Linked DNA regions of Athene noctua: region 2 is linked to region 1. The links are chromatin contacts, called in public Hi-C maps. All regions are on one chromosome and are shown on one strand. Each heading gives the region's core, a stretch centred on a gene start, on an enhancer-like site or on the middle of the called end of the contact. The rest is flanking DNA. Distances are from core to core; before and after follow the strand shown.

Evidence for each region. Hi-C and Micro-C count contacts between places; a contact is called where the count stands out from the background.
Region 2: a Hi-C map of heart shows a contact between it and region 1, with 2.7 times the contacts expected there. The contact joins the promoter of CDKL5 here to the promoter of PPEF1 in region 1. A contact is called at or near these places in 2 of 2 Hi-C or Micro-C datasets (heart and liver).

Annotation. Positions count from the first base shown.
Region 1 is chr1:179,259,274-179,261,973 of bAthNoc1.hap1.1, forward strand. It overlaps PPEF1 (protein phosphatase with EF-hand domain 1), which reads right to left and starts at 1,405. Exons shown (of 17, transcript XM_074906542.1): 1 at 1,053-1,405. TRNAV-UAC (transfer RNA valine (anticodon UAC)) reads left to right here and starts at 1,400; the gene lies at 1,400-1,472.
Region 2 is chr1:179,422,901-179,425,600 of bAthNoc1.hap1.1, forward strand. CDKL5 (cyclin dependent kinase like 5) reads right to left here and starts at 1,399. Exons shown (of 17, transcript XM_074906597.1): 1 at 1,285-1,399.

The sequences.
Region 1 (2,700 bases), core at 155-2,654:
TCGCAAAGGATTATCATCCACACACCCCCCCCACACACACACCCCGGCCGAGCCGCGCAGGGAGAAACACCGCTGCCTGAGGCCTGGGGGTGAGGCGGAGAGCGCGGGCGCGGGGCGCCCCCTGCTGGCAATGCCGTACCGCAACGGGAGCCGGCCGCAGCCCCGCCCAGCGGCCCGGGCCGCCCCCCGCAGCCGCTCCGGTCCCCTGCCGCAGGCACTCGCGGGCTTTACGTGCTACACGACGAGGTGTGGCAGGGTGGGAAGGAGGGCGAGGGGGGAAGGTCCGCTTTCAGGGCCTCCACCCTGCGTGTAAAGGAAAATTCTCGACGCTCTCGAGGTGGAGTTTAGAAAGCGAAAGGTCTTGCTTTCACGTCTCGTTTTAAAAACACCGATTAGGGTGTCCCGTGCTGTGTCTGAGGGGATAAATGGTTAACTTTCGCAGATCCATTGGGCACCACACGACAGCTTCCTAATGGTCATTACTGACACGGACATACTTCAGGCTGTGCTGTCTCTACACACCGTCTCCTGCACCGAGGACATCACCTACACCTTCTTCCCCCACCGCGAAGAGCGCTGAAAACGCTATGCAGTAAGCGGTGCAGCGCCCGACTGATTTCCACGAAATCCACGCGGCCAGGCCGCCCCGAAGCGGCTGGGGTGTTGCTGCACCTCTCACGGCGCTCAGCCTGCCTCTGCCATGCTTTGGTCAACCTGCAGGGTACCGAGGGGAAATGCACCAAGGCAACGACCTCCGTTCTCCAGTTAATGCGAGCACAGGAGCAGCAGGATGCGCAGGAAGGGGCTTGCCAGCTATTTCCCAAGTGGGGCTGGAGGTGATCACCTTAGGGGCGCACAGCCTGCCAGCAAGGACGTACCGAAGGGAGCGCTCGCAGCACCCACGAAACGCAGCGTCAGGACCGGGGCCCTCCAGGTGCATTACCCGCCTCTCTGGGCCGGGTCTGGTGGGGCAGACCTGGGCCCGAGGCCGCCAGCTGAAAGGCCCGAACGCTCGGAGACACTCCTACAGCACCCGCACAAAAGCAGTTTACCTTGGGCTTCCCCACAGCGGCACAGCTGGTAAAGTGATTTACCCCCTTCACTGCTCCTCTGGAGCTATCTGAGGGGCAGAAAACGCGTTAAGATAATGCTTTAATGACTACATTTTTAATTAACCAGCAACTTAAAAAAAAAAAAAAAAAAGAAACCACAAAAACTCCCCAGACAATAAAAGCGCGGGGGGTGCAGCTGCGGGGAGCTGGCCGGCACTCCCGCCCTCCGGAGCGGTGCCCCAACGGCCCGCCGCGCGCCCAACGGCGGCCCGCGCGGGGGCGGCGCGGGAGGAGGCGCGCGGCGTCTCGTCGATAGGGGCAGTGCCGCCGCGCACGGCTAACGTGGCGGTTCCATAGTGTAGTGGTTATCACGTCTGCTTTACACGCAGAAGGTCCTGGGTTCGAGCCCCAGTGGAACCAGCAGCGGCCGCGTCGTTTTTGTGTTTACTTTCAGTCTCACGTCATTTGCGATGAGGCTCGGTTTGCTTCTTTTCTCCCCAAGACGGGCAGCCCCATAAACACTGAAAGTAAGTGCGGCGGGGCCAGCCTGCGGCAGAGGAGGAGCTGTGCTGTGCAAGGAGAGCAGAAAAGCCCCTCCGGCAGGAAATATTGGCGTTGCAGCATCCTTTCTACGGGCCCTGTGCAATAGCACATATTTCAGACTATGAACATACTATAGACAGTGTCCCTGCAGCCGTTGCTTTTTTCCCCTAAAAAGCTCCGTTTCTGCAATAACGTCAAACAAAATGCAGAGACTCAGTGAGGGCTGGCTCGAGCCAGCGCTCTGAGGTGCTGAAGCAGTGGGCGCTCTCTCCACCTGCCTGCCTAGCACAGCAGTGCAGGACAGGATTTACAAGTTTTTAATCTGGCCGCTCACCATACTGTACTCCCTGGGCGCCATTTCATAGTGGCCGGTAGCCCCCCAGCCTTGGGTGTGGAGGGGAGGACCACAGTGGCACAGGGGCTGTGGGCCTCTGTGACGAGGCCTTGCTGAGCTGCGGGTCACCTGGGCAGGGGGACGGGCAGTTGGAAGCCTAATAAAAGAGTGTTGCCCCTCCTTTTAAGCCTGCTCGATCTACGGGCCGTTTGGGGCCATTGTGTGTCTTCCTTTGGGCCCCAGGTGTAACAGGCTTGGGCTGGCTGCTGTGGTGAGGTGCAGACAGGGTCTCTCCCTGCCATGGGTCAGAGGTTTTGTCCTCGGCACAGCTGAATGCCACCTACGAGAGCAGCCTTTCCCCGCCAGCACAGGTGAGGGATCCCCACCTTACTATGGTCCCTCAGCTGGGTAACCAAGGGGATTGCTGAGACCAGAGGCAGCCATGGTGGCAGCAGGGAGAAGCAGTGGCCTGTGCCTCCTCCCAGGCAGGGCCAAGGGCATGCGAGCACCTACGTGGCCGTGGTGAAGGCTGCAGCCTGACACATCCCCAAGGAGAGGTCTCACCGGGGCTGACTGGAGCACTGTTGCTTTCACCTCTGTGTTTGGAGAAGTGTTTGAGTGCTGAGGGGAGGTCAGTGCTTTTCACAGTGCACAGCTAACAAGCACAGTTAACTTTGTCCTTGTTTTCCCCTGTACTGTGTGTATCGTTTTTATTAATTGGGAAAGAAAGAACCAATCTCAGCTTGCCTCAGAGCAGTTTAACTTGTGAGT
Region 2 (2,700 bases), core at 149-2,648, 160 kb after region 1:
TTTGCATGATCATTACTAATTTCACTATGGCAGTTTCACGCTGTTGCTGTTTCAGACTGCTACCTGCCGCAGCAATGGTAGGCAGTACACGATGCAGACAGGAGGAGGATCTCTGAGAGAGAGGCTGGAGTAGTTGAGCAGCAGCAACTGCACGCAGAGCCCTCACATACACTGAAGAGAATGGAATAGGAAGGGAGCTGCTTGCTCCTCCAGCCCAAGAAGAGGCATTGCTGCAAACACACAAAACCTTGCTTGAAAAAAAATCCCTTTTCCCTTCCATACGCTCAAGGCCAAGGATAGCAACCCACTTTTCCCTGCTCACCGACCAATATATGAAACGAAACCTGAGAGCGGAATCAAGGAATAGCCCAGCAATGGGAATCCCGGCATCCCTCTTCTTCCTAGCGGCTCCAAGTGAGGAACAGCCTCCTCTCCTGGGTGTTGTCCCCTCTGATGCTCTCCATCACCACCTACCTACCCGATAACAAATAGTGTATTTTCTCATAACTGGCACAGAAAATGCACAAACCCAGCAACAGTGCGACTGATTAAATAAATTTAAAAAAAAAAAAAAAAGCCACCACACAAAAAACCCCCAACCAAAACAGAGAAACACTCCCTCCCTCAAATCGCAATAATCTAAGGAGTATCTTTATAGAAAAAGCCACGAGCCCTTCTCGCCAGGCGGAAGCCGGTATCAGGGAGGAAGAGGGGCAAGGGAGCCACGACAACGAACACGGGCGGAATCCCACGGGCGGAATCCCACAGGCGGCCGCCGCCGCCGCCCCCCCCCCGCTCCGCCGCGGGCACCTCAGTGAAACCGCGGCCGGCGGGACCGCGGAAGGACCGCGCCCGCGGGCTCTGCCCCCTCCGAGAGGGGCAGCGAGCGGACACCGCGCCGCCGCCCGACCCCGCCGGGCACGGCCGCCTCGCCCCGCCGCCGGCCGGGAGCACCTGGGCTGCGGAGCGGGGCGCGGCGCGGCGCTGCCCGCCGGCGGAGGCACCCACCAGCCCCGCGCCCGCCGCGGCAGCGCCAGGAATCGGCTCCCGGCGGGATGGGGGGAGGGTGGGCGGCGGCCGCTCAGCGGCGGCGACGGCAGCGGGGAGTAGGGTGGGTGGCGAGCAGCGGGGGTCGTGCGGCTGGACGGGGGGCGGGACGGGGGGGAAGGGACGGGAGCCGAGGCGCGGGGCTGCCCCCGCGGCAGCCGGGAGGTGACAGGTGAGGGCGGCGGAGGGCAAGGGGCGACCTCCCGGCGCTCGCCCGGCGCGGCGCAGCTGCCCTACCTCCGCTCCGGCGCTGCCGCTGCTCTCGTTACACACGGCGGCGCGCACTCACTGGCCCGCCGCCGCCCCCTCACTCCGCTCCCCCACCCGCCGCGGTCCCTCCCTAGCGCGGCGCTCAACCGATACCACTAGCCGCCCAGCCCCACCCCTAAACCTACAATGACACTTTCTCCCTCCAGTGACACAGGAGGGAGCGAACCCGAGCCGCGCCCACACCCTCCTTGACCAATAGAAGCGAGGCTTGAGCCTTCTTAATCCCGCCCCCGATGGCACCTCCCTTAGCTTCGGCACCGCCCCCTCTCGCGGCAGGTTCGGTTGACTCGCAGCTGCCGAGCGACGGGTGCGGGTCTCCGGGCGTCGCGGACTCCGGGGCTCGCGTCGGGGCAGCGGCGGTCGGTAGCTGAGCGGTGTCCGGCTGTAGGAGCGGAGGCAGCAGTGACACCTCCGCTGGCAGCGGGGGCAGGTGGAGGTGCGGGGCTCAGCCCTCGGCAGGGCAGTGGCCTTCCCCGTACGGCAGGTGGCTCTTCGTTCGGGGGGATTTCTCCTAACAGATGGCTTTTTTTTTTTTTTTTTTTTTGGCATGGAAACTGATCCACGCCCCCGGCACGCAGAGCCGTTAGTCACCCGTGTGCGGAATGAGGGGCGGGGGGTGTGGAGAAGGGCCGTAAGAGCTGCTGCGATGGATGGATGGATGGATGGATGGATGGATGGATGGATGGATAGCAGGGATGTTAAAAATCAGTATCTCCTTTTTTTTTTCAAACCAGCTCCTGAAACGGTGAAAACGTTTCCAGCACTCAAGCATTTCTCCAGCCTTTACAAAACCATAATCTCAACTTGCAGATTCTGTTGCTGGTGCCTGTAAGCCTTGCGCTTTCTAGCTTTGTTCAAACAAATGAAAAATACAGTTAAAAACTAAAGTCGTGTTCAGCTGCCACTTTCAGCAAAACATCGAATATCACATGCATCATGGTAAAGAGCAGTTCTACAAGTTATGGATGCTTGAACTCAGCTCCCATTTTGGTATGCTTCAATGGTTGTTTAAATTAGAAAAATGTTATGAAGCCCACTGGACATAACATGCAGTAAGACTCAGCGATGGCTGGGTATTGCTAATCTAACACTAACCAAAAGTGTATTTCTTTTGTAAGGATATGAACCTTAAAATAAACCACACAGATAAGAGAACTTAAGGTACTTCAGTGCATAAAAATCAGGCTCCTCATTTTCGTTTGTTGTTCCACACAGACTGCTTCATGAGCCTCAGGGCACTTAAATGTTTTAGTTTGGATCAGGGATACATTGTTGAAGTAAACCCTGTCATCATCTCTGCTTACAGTGCTTTGATTCAGTGTGGAGTGGTGTTGGGAGTGCATGAAGTAGATCCCTTTTGGATGAAGCTCAACTGGCAGAGGT